Linked DNA regions of Macaca mulatta: region 1 is linked to region 2. A link is a contact called in public Hi-C data. All regions are on one chromosome and are shown on one strand. Each heading gives the region's core, a stretch centred on a gene start, on an enhancer-like site or on the middle of the called end of the contact. The rest is flanking DNA. Distances are from core to core; before and after follow the strand shown. Region 1 has its middle 170 kb from the start of ZNF608. Region 2 has its middle 7.1 kb from the start of ZNF608.

Region 1 (5,490 bases), core at 2,545-5,044, 160 kb before region 2:
AGGCTGAAGTGTCACCCAGGCGCGACCCTGGCTCACTGCAACCTCTGCCTCTCGGGTTTCAGTGATTCTCCTGCCTCAGCCTCCCGAGTAGCTGGGATTACGGGATCATGCCACCACACCCAGCTAATTTTTTGTATTTTTTGTAGAGACGGGGTTTCACTGTGTTAGCCAGGAAGGTCTCGATCTCCTGAGCTCATTATCTGCCCACCTCAGCCTCCCAAAGTGCTAGGATTATAGGTGTGAGTCACCACGCCTGACCCATACATGTAATTGCTAAGAATTTTTGGAAAATGAATACACACAACCAGCACTCAAATCAAGAAATAAGTCCAAGGCAGGCGGATCACCTGAGGTCAGGAGTTCGAGACCAGCCTGGCCAACTGGTGAAAGTGAAACCACATCTCTACTAAAAATACAAAAATTTGCTGGCTGTGGTGATGGGCACCTGTAATCCCAGCTACTTCGGAGGCTGAGGCAGGAGAACCGCTTGAGCCTGGGAGGCAGAGACTGCAGTGAGCTGAGATTGCGCCACGGCACTCCAGCCTGGGCGACAGAGCGAGAATCCCTTTCAAAAGAAAAAAGAAAAGAAAAGAAGCATTACCAGAACAAAAGACTCCCTTGCACCCCTTCCAGGCATCATAGATCATTTGTATCTGTTTTGGAACTTTATATGAGTGGAATCACAAAGTATATATACTCTTTAGTGTCTGCCTTCTTTGTTCATTATTATGTTTGTGAGATACACCTATGTTGATGCTGTGGTTGTAGTTCGATCATCCTCATTGCTGTATATTATTTCATTGAATGAATATACAATTTATTTACTCATTTATGGACATTTGATTGTTTCTAATTGTTGACTGTTAAAAATAGTGCTGCTATGATCATTAATGTACCAAAAATTTGCCCATCAGAATTCTGTTCTGAACTATGATAAACTCATATATTCAAGAAAAAAATAAACATGTTTGCAATACCCAGTCCAACTGTCCATGAACAACTATGTATCTGCATGAAATCTTTTACATTTTTACACCTCTCAGAATACTATTGTAAGTATTCATACACATGCATCATGTTTTTCGTTAGAGCTATTCATTGGTATATAAAGTTTCTGTTGACACCGAGTTTCATAAAAACTCGGTGTCAAAAAAAAAAAGTGATTATTACTAGTATATAGCACTGCTATTTAATACATATTTTCCTTTATTCCAGACACTTCTAACATACCAACTCTAAATTCTAAAGGAAATGCTTCTAATGTTTCATTATTCTATAATTCAAGTGCTCTCTTCTACTTTGCTGCAGGATCACCATTGTCTTCATAACTCTTTCTCTAACATGAGAATATCACCATGGGTCATGTAAAATTGATATGCATTTATTATCCTACTTTTGTAACTCTTTCTTCCAGTAGCCTCTGACCTCACTTCTTTTCAGTTCCTTTTGCAAGTTTCCTATCCAATCTTCTAAAGTGAGAGTGTCCCAAGGATAAGTCCTTGGACTTCTTTTAGCTTCATTCCCTAGTGAGCTTACCTAAGCATGTGACCTTAAATACCATGTATATGCTAATGACCAAAAATATAAATACAAGGTCTGTATCTCTTCCCAGAACTCCAGTCCCTCATATCCACTTATCTATTTGTTATCACCACTTTGATGTCTAAAGGCATCTCAAACTCAACATATCCATAACTAAATCTTCCTTCCAAATCCCATTCAACTGGCAGTCTATCTTATCTCCGTTAAGGGCCACTCCATTCTTACAGCAGCTAAAGCTAAATCTTGTTTCTCTCATATTCTATAAATGCAATCTATCAGAAAATCAAGTAAGCCTCACTGTGTACCCAGAATCTGACTACTTCCAACCTCCTCCGAGGCATCAGCCTGTTGGGAGTTTCCTCATCTCACTTGGATCACCACAGAGACTCCAAAATAATTTCCTTCTTCCACTCACACATCCTTTCCTCAAGAAAGTAAAAACTTAAATAGGATTGAATTAATTTTCTGTTCAAATCCTTCCTACATTCCCATGGACCTCCTCCTCCCATCACTTCACAAGTCCCATCTCCTACTGCACTATCCTTTGCTCATTCCACATCAGCCAAGTTGATCTCCTCACTCTTCCTTAAGGCAACCAGCCATGCTCCTGCCTCAGGGCCTTTGCACTTCACCCTGGCCTCTCTCTTTTGAGATGTTCTCATGGGTTACTCTATTACTTCTTTGTGTCTTTGCTGAAATATCACACTCTTAGTTAGGCCATCCCTAACCTCTGTATTTCAAACTTCAAACCACCTCCCTATCTTCAGTACTCTCTTTGCCCACCTTTCTCATTTCTTTTATTCTATACCACTTTTCACTTTTTGATATGCGATATAAATTATTCATTAATTTTTATTATCTGCCTCTCCTCATTTCCATTCCAGTGGAATGTTAAGCTTCAGAGGGCAGGGATTTTGTCTGTTTCCTTTACTGCTGTATCTCAGTTTTAGAACAGTATGTGGCAAATAGTAGTCACTCAGTGAATATCTGTTGAATCAATGAATGAATCAATCAAGAGATACTATTGTAAGACCAGGTGCAGTGGCTCACACTTGTAATCTCAGCACTTTGCAAGGTCAAGGTGAGAGTATTGTTTGAAGCTAGGGGTTTAAAGCCACCCTGGGCAACAAAACAAGACCTTGACTCTACAAAAATAACAATAAAAATTAGCTAGGCACAGTGGCACATGCCTATAGTCATAGCTACTCAGGAGGCTGGGAAGCTGAGACAGGAGAATCACTTGAGCCCTGGAATTCGAGTCTGCAGTGAGCTATGATCCCGCCACTGTACTCCAGCCTGGGCAACAGAGCAAGACCCCATCTCTAAAAGAAAAATAAATAATAATCGTTTTTATAAATGTTTAAGAAATACTATTATAAGCCTATTATTTAGGGTTAGGATATAATATCCAGAAGAAAAACTAAAAAATAAAAAAGGTCTTTGCTGCTAGTAATAGGCCTGAGTGTGGAGGGAGGTATATTTCTTTATAAAGTACTTTCTTATACTATTTGGTTGTTTTTATCATGCGCATGTATTACTGTGATAAAATTTCAAAAAACTTTTAAATGAGCCCCTGTGCCTGGAAAAATCATAGGATAACAATGCAGGAAGCCTAGCCAACAACAATTTGCTTTATAGTAAATTGCTTTAAATCTGTTTTGAGAGCAAACTATTGAATCTGCTAGTGGTACATACAGATGGTACAAAACAATAAACTTCTTTTGGGTGTTGGGTGTCATTTTAAAGAGTATCTTTTATCATGTTTTAAAGCAACTTCAATCTATTTATATGATCAAGCTTTATATTATTACATTAAGTTCCAAATATTTCACAATGGGTATAAAATGTACAGGGATGTCATTTTTCAAGACTTTATACAAAATGTGATTTATTGATTCTCTAAATGTGGGTGGAGAAACAATGGAAATAATTTTTCATATGCTGATAACTGACATATGTGAATGCTTGCTAATTTGAGGGAGGTAGGAAGGAAAGGATGGAAGTAACAAAAATAATTTTGTCTAAGGCTGCAAGTGACATAAATTCAAACAATTGCTTTTTCAGTCTTCTGGCTTGCTCTATTCAATGTTTGCTGAGCTTTAGAGAAGGCTGAATCCCACCATGGCAAACTGCCATCTTTGTCAGAAGCAAAGAGCTGTTTACATTCAAGGCACATAATAAGTGCAATGTGAAGTGAAAAACAGTGTGAGTTCTATTATGGCTGATTAGCCCATTGTACACTGTTACAACTAACATCTTCCTTGTGCTAAAAATAGTGTGAAGTCACAGGACCTCAAGCAGCATGATCCATCAGTACTGTACTCTTTCACAAGATTGCCAACAAAAGCTGCCTCTAACTCCCCAGAAAAATAAAAGGGCCACTTATTCACTTCAGTGTCCTCCAAAATATGCAGTTTATCTGAGCTGTTAGGAAACCTGTCAGAAAATGAGGTGCAGGGAATTCACTGCATCCAAAAAATAGATCTGTCTTCTCTGCTATTTCCTTTTGAAAACTAGATCCTTAATAGGAGCATCATAAAAGTCAGTTGGTTGCTGTTAAACTTGCATTGTTAGCTGCTTCTTAATCACACTAGTGGTGGAATTAGTGCATATTTTGATGCATTGGCTACCAGTAGCCCAAACAAATAAATAAATCTCCCTGAAGTGACAGAAACAGGAGGCAGTGGTTTGAATAAACTCTGAGTCCTAGGTCATTTCATCACCAAGTCAATAGCCCTTCTCGTTGAAGGGGGGAAAACAAACTGCTTTCTATTCTATTGAAAGCCTGGAAGAATTTGCACCACAGTAATCCTAAATCCAGAGGCAATCTATTAAGAACTCAGCATTACCAATCCTGAGACTCAACTGATAAGCACATTCTTTTCCCCCTTCCACATTAATCCTCTTAAAGACTGTGCTAAGTAATGAAAGGGTGCGATGAAAGAGGCCCCCCTTTTTTATTACAACCATATAAACTGCTTGTGTAAATGTTTCATTAACAAACTGCTGGACTCGTATTTAATTTCCTTGGCCTTCCTCCCCCTGTTCCTCCCGGTATGGTGCTCCTGGGTACGGCATAACTAAATGTGTGATTTACACGTTTCAGAGAAACATTCCCACACTCGAATGCTGTAGCATGACAAAGGGAAGGGAGGGGCTGAGAGAGAGGTGTTGAACCTATTGTAGACATTTTAATTTACAATTCTCTTTTTATGGCCTTTAAAAAGATGAATGACTTGCACCCACTTATCAGTTTATGTTTCATTTCTCAGTTCTTTCTAATAAGTACTGGTCTGCATGTAAGCGCTTTTGGCTGACTCATTTGAGGCTGACCCTTTTGAAGACACAGATATTCTAACATACTAAGAAGAAAAGGAAGATGAATTCCAACGTATATCCAGTATGCAAAGAACTCTTCTGTGAACGACATAAAGGCCAAAATACATGGCTTATCTTTACTTTGAATATGTCAAATGATACGGGATATTTTATGGAAATACACATCCTATGTTTTTCCCTGTAGTCATCTAGTTACAATCTGATGTTTTGCTTGCTTTAGCTAATCTAGTAAATCCTAACAGAATGCTTTCATTATCTTTTTTAATGGTGGCATCTTAGTATAACATTAACTTTCCTTTCAGACAAGCAAGATATGCCTGTGGCACCTACTGAATTCATCAATATCCAGTCACAGGATGTATGAATACAACTTGAAGATACAGAATCAGTCACCTACAAGAGTAGTTGAAGTTAAATCCTGATACAGAAAAAACAGGTTATCACATCCAGACGAGTGCCACTGGGCCAAATTCTTAGAAAATGAATTTACATTGTATTTGAAGAGATTCCAAACTTTGAAAAATTAATACATCAGAAAACCAAATAGAAATATAGCCTCTTTATAATACAAGTGTCTTTCCCTGGGTGTCATTCATGTAATTTCAGTTT
Region 2 (5,488 bases), core at 1,443-3,942:
CAGCCTGGGCAACAGAGCGAGACTCCGTCTCAAAAAAAAGAAAAAAAAAAAAAAGAAAATTACGATCCCAGTCAACAAACCACCAGTCCCAATAATGGCCAGTTTTATGTCATTTTTTAATCTCACTCTGCCACCTATTGTGGTAGGACTTTTCCTTGGTTCAGCTAACGACGGGGTCCTTCTCCATCCCACGGTCATGAAAATTTAGGCTCCCAGATGGTTTGAAGGGTGAGTGAACCAGGGTTTCATTGGGTGAAAAGGAAGAAAAGGGGGAAACAAGGACTCTGGCAAGGCCAGATAGAGTGCTGCCCACCAGCAGCTTGAATCTCAGGTTCCACACAGGAAAAGGTGGGGCAAGGTTGCTCCCTGCCGCAAATGTCCTGAACTTCGCGTTGGCGAGGCTCCATCTCACTGGCTTGGCTGGTTGGAGTTTCTCCAGGGATCCCCTCCCACCTGGCTGCCTCACTATTATGAGAATATTTTTTAAATGTTTAAAATTTTTCTCAGATCCAAAGATCTGACCCCCCAATTTTTTTTTCAATTAAGTGATAAGAACAAAACTGATTTTTATAAAAATATCCTTAGTCTTAGGACCAGAAGAGATACAATTTCTCGCATAATTTGCATATATCTGATCAAATGTGCCATATCTTCGGTTTGGCATAGAGTTGTTCTATGTTGGAAAAAAATGAGCACATTGCTTGTTAACTGCATTCTTTCAGGAAACGAAGTCCTTGGTCACCTGTTAACATTCCTGTGCTCGGCTGGGCGCGGTGGCTGGGCGCGGTGGCCGGGCGCGGTGGCTCACGCCTGTAATCCCAGCACTTTGGGAGGCCGAGGCGGGTGGATCACCTGAGTTCAGGAGTTGGAAACCAGCCTGACCAACATGGTGAAACTTAATCTCTACTAAAAATACAAAAAATTAGCTGGGCGTGCTGGCACGCGCCTGTAATCCCAGCTACTCAGAAGGCTGAGGCAGAAGAATCATTGAACCTGGGAGGCAGAGGTTGCAGTGAGCCGAGATCAGGCCATTACACTCCAACCTGGGCAACAAGAAAAAAAGAATGAAACTCCATCTCAAAAAAAAAAAAAAAAAAAAAAAAAAAATTTCTGTGCTCAACAAAAAGAATGGCAATATAGCAATGAATGTTGTCTGGAGTTTTATTTTTTTCTGATAGTTCTGGTGCAGTAGTTAAGCATACAGGCTTCCTATATTAAATCTTGGCTGGACCAAGATTTGACTGGAAAATTTACACAAATTACATCATTTCTGTGTCTCAGTTTCCTTATTCTGATGCTAATACTACTTATCTCACTTGCCTGCTATGAAGATTAAATAAATTAATACACATAAAGAATTAAGAAGAGTTTTTGGAACATGGTAAATCACACATATATTTCCTACTATTACTCATTTGAATTACAAAGCTATTTCAGGCCAAGTGAGGTGGCTCATGCTTATAATCCCAGCATTTTGAGAGGCCGAGGCAAGAGGATCCCTTGAGCCCAGCAGTTTGAGACCTCCTGGGCAACATAGGGAGACACCCTTCTTTACAAATATAAAGAAATTAGCTGGGTGTGGTGGTGCATGCCTGTGGTCCCAGCTACTCAGGGGGCTGAGGTAGGAGGATTGCTTGACAGGAGGCTGAGGCTGCAGTCAGCTTTGATCATGCCACTGCAATCCAGCTTGGGTGACAGAGTGAGACCCTGTCTCCAAAAATACAAAAAAAGCAAAGCAAAACAAAACAAAACCCAACAATAACAACAACAGCAAACTTGAAAGAGTTGTGCATCCTTAAGACACTATAGGAGCGTTAACTTCTTTTTTATTTTTTATTTTTTGAGACAGAGTCTCTTTGTTGTCCAGACGGCAGTGCTGGAGTGCAGTGGCGTGATCTCGGCTCACTGCAACCTCTGCCTCCCAGGTTCAAGCGATTCTCCTGCCTCAGCTTCCTGAGTAGCTGGGATTATGGGCGCCCCACGATGCCAGGCTAATTTTTGTATTTTTAGTAGAGATGGGGTTTCATCATGTTGGCCAGGCTGGTCTCAAACTCGTAACCCCAAGTGATCCACCTGCCTTGGCCTCCCAAACTGCTAGGATTACAGGCGTAAGACACGGCACCTGGCCAAGAGTGTTGACGTTTAAAACATCTTTTAAAATTATAAACAAAAGGCATTGTTTTAATTATGAAAAAATACATTGTCTCCTTTGCCTGAAAGATTACTTTTCAGTATTAAAGGTTTTTTAATGTAATGTTTTGAATTGTAAAAATCTCAAGAAAATTCTTTTTTCGGAGACATTATGTTTAGAATTATAAAAATTAAAGCATATGTTTGTTCATTTAACTTTCATGGGACTCCTCTAAAATCCAAAGAGACACCATTAGAACCCAAATAAACAGAAAACATTAAAATATGGTTAGAAAACATGTTCTCGTATATTCGACTCTGTTCTTAACAGATCATTACATTTTAAAGGTATTTACAAGAAAATACAAGGTGCTTCCTTAAATGATTTTAAAAATCTCTAAAAAAAGACAGAATGACAGAAAAGAAAAGAAAGGAAAATAAAAGGTAATTAAAATATTCATAGTAAGAAAAGGTCCACAGAGCAGTCTGGCATGCAATGCATGTGTTGAGCTGTAGAAACCTTAAACATCCTGGACCAGAAGTCAGCCAATCAGGGGGCTGAGAACCACATTTCCATAATGATGATTGGCTGGTGGACTGGAGGCTCCGCTGAGCTGTGAGGAAGGGGAGGAAAAGCTCTGCTGAGAAAATAGCAAAACAACTTTCTGGCTTTCTGTTGTTTATCGCATAGTCTCCAAATGATTGTAGTGATTCATTCTTTAGGAAAGCTTGTTTTGAAAACAAAAGAGGCACAGTTGTTCACAACGAAAGTGATATTCAACAGCCAAAGGAGCCGAGTATAATGGAACTCTTTTATTCTTCTTTAAAATAAACTTTAGTCTCCTGATTTCATCTAAGCAAGTATGTGAAGACTTCCTAGGTGATGCATGAGGGTTGGATTTAAATCATAAAATTAGGCAGGGGTTACTGTTTCTGATAAGTATCACTGCTTTAGTCTGTCAGCTTTAGAAAATGTGCACAAATAGAATGTATTTTTATAAAATGTGAAAAAAATCCTTAAATTCTAGCATCAAAAGTGTATGTAATGCTTTCACACTTGAGGGAATTCTGCCACTCTCCAAAAAGAAGCTAATGTAGGCATTCTTTTTTTTTCCTGCAGTCATATATGTGTGAAAGTTGGAGATACATTTATCAATGTGTTTGGTATTGCTCTCAATTTTTACACATATGTAAAAATCTACTGTCATTAAGTCACAGGGATTTTTAAAATGACAAACGAGGAAGCAGAGAAATGGAGGCAAAGGAGAAAGATGGAGTGGAACGTAATGGCTGGATCCTGCTGCCTCTTGATCTTCCTGTGCTTGGTCGTATTGCATTTGTTATAATTGTTTTGAATTCAAATAGAGCAGTGACAACATTTCTTCTACAAGTTTTTAAATTTAGTTTTACAGACATTGTATCTACAGGCCATCTATCTGGAAATGAGAATAACTCTATAATGCAGATTAAGCAGAAGTATTTTGCAGTCTCTCCCAGTGACTATTCTTTGGCTAGCTAACAGACCAGCCATTCAGAAGCAATTTTCTTCAGGCTGAAATTATGTGCTGACCTTAGCAGATCACTTCCCATAATAACCCTTCCCCCACCCAGTGCTAAATACAATCTGTCTCCTACTCACTGTAATAACGTGCAAATGACTGTAATTTTACAGACAAGAAACAGCCCAAAGTGAAACGTGTCTAAACAGAGGTCGATTTGAAAAATCAGGGCTATTACCTAAATCTGTAAAATACATATTGTAATAAAACCAGCAACAGAAATCTCCAATAAGTAGTTCTTTTTTTTTTTTTTTTAATGTAGCTTGTGTTTTGATCTTCTTTATGCAGTCAGTCTCCACTGGCATAAAAGAAAAATCCTTTTCCAGAAATGGTTTCATTACATGAGATGTAAATTGCCTTACTTTGCTAACTGATCCTCAGACCTTGCTTGGGCACCCACTCAGATATAGCTGCACACACCACACCACAAGAGCCTGAGCCAAGCGGAGGTACAATTTCAGACACTTAACACTGACCTACATTGCAGTTCTCTTAATGCGAGCAGTATACAAATGTTTTCCTTTAAAGACCACGTTGTTTTGCAATATTTTGCTAGGTTCTCCATAGCTGCAAGGCATAAAAAAGATCCAATTTGTTGCTTTTTCTTTTTGATTATTTTAAGATGGAGGATTGGAGACTGTATGAGGAATTACATAAACATAGAGGGTTTATAAGTATATAAAGTTGTTCACCTTATTAAATGCATTGTAGTCGTAAATAAATTCATGTAATATTTGCTTTATATCGTCGCAACTTGTTTAAGGTAACCTGTATTGTAAAGACATGTCAAGACAGTCATTATTTTCCCTCCTTTGGATGGAGGATCTTTTGTTATACTCCAAGGAATTTAAACAGAAGGTGAATTAATAGGGCATAGGAGTATCTTGAAAAGTTAACATAGCAGAGTTATACGATGTGTGTAAGTAGCCATATTTACAAAATGGATATTGGAAATGTCCCACAGTCTTTCACGGCAGGGAGAAGACTGTTGATGTTTTTCTTCTCTGAGAACCTTGCTCCCCAAAAGGACCTAAAGTGTTATGGTTTGCAGGGGCCCCTCTTTCCATGGTAGACAAGGCTCTTGGTGCTTTGTCTTGTTCCAGTGATATTTCAGGATAATGGAAAACGTCAAATGTTTGACCAAGAACAACACTGCTCTTCTCTTTTTGGCGACAGTTATCTAGAAATGGATATTTTTTGATTTTTTTTAAAAGGCAGGATCCGGCTCTGTTGCCCAGGCTGGAGTGCAGTGGTGTGATTATGGCTCACTGCAGCCTCGACCTCCTGGGCTCAGGTGATCCTTTCGCCTCAGCCTCCTGAGTAGCTGGCATTATAGACTATCTTACCTGACTCGTTTTTTTTGTTGTTGTTTTTTTTGAGATGGAGTCTCGCTCTGTCACCCGGCGGGAGTACGGTGGCCTGATCTCAGCTCACTGCAACCTCTGCCTCCCGGATTCACGCCATTCTCCTGCCTCAGCCTCCCAAGTAGCTGGGTCTACAGGCATCTGCCACCACACCCGGCTAATTTTTTGTATTTTTAGTAGAGACGGCGTTTCACCGTGTTAGCCAGGATGGTCTCGATCTCCTGACATCGTGATCCTCCTGCCTCAGCCTCCCAAAGTCCTGGGATTACAAGCATGAGCCACCGCGCTCGGCCTAGTTTTTTAATTTTATGTAGAGGTGAGGTTACCCTATGTTGCCCAGGCTGGTCTTGAACTTCTGGGCTCAAGCCATCTTCTCACCCCAGCCTCTAAAACTGTTGAGATTACATGCATGAGTCACCACATCCAGCCTGGGAA

The links. Hi-C and Micro-C count contacts between places; a contact is called where the count stands out from the background.
Region 1: a Hi-C map of fetal cortex germinal zone shows a contact between it and region 2, with 3 times the contacts expected there. The contact joins two enhancer-like sites. A contact is called at or near these places in 2 of 14 Hi-C or Micro-C datasets (fetal cortex germinal zone and fetal cortical plate).

The regions. Positions count from the first base shown.
Region 1 is chr6:133,849,210-133,854,699 of T2T-MMU8v2.0, reverse strand. No RefSeq gene overlaps it. Among named protein-coding and RNA genes, the nearest start is that of ZNF608, 170 kb to the right of the region's middle. Within about 2 kb of position 3,794, at least 11 of the 40 cell types and tissues checked have an H3K27ac peak or open chromatin away from gene starts, as enhancers often do. A contact at or near this core is called in fetal cortex germinal zone, where this site is marked.
Region 2 is chr6:133,683,270-133,688,757 of T2T-MMU8v2.0, reverse strand. No RefSeq gene overlaps it. Among named protein-coding and RNA genes, the nearest start is that of ZNF608, 7.1 kb to the right of the region's middle. Within about 2 kb of position 2,692, at least 2 of the 40 cell types and tissues checked have an H3K27ac peak or open chromatin away from gene starts, as enhancers often do. A contact at or near this core is called in fetal cortex germinal zone, where this site is marked.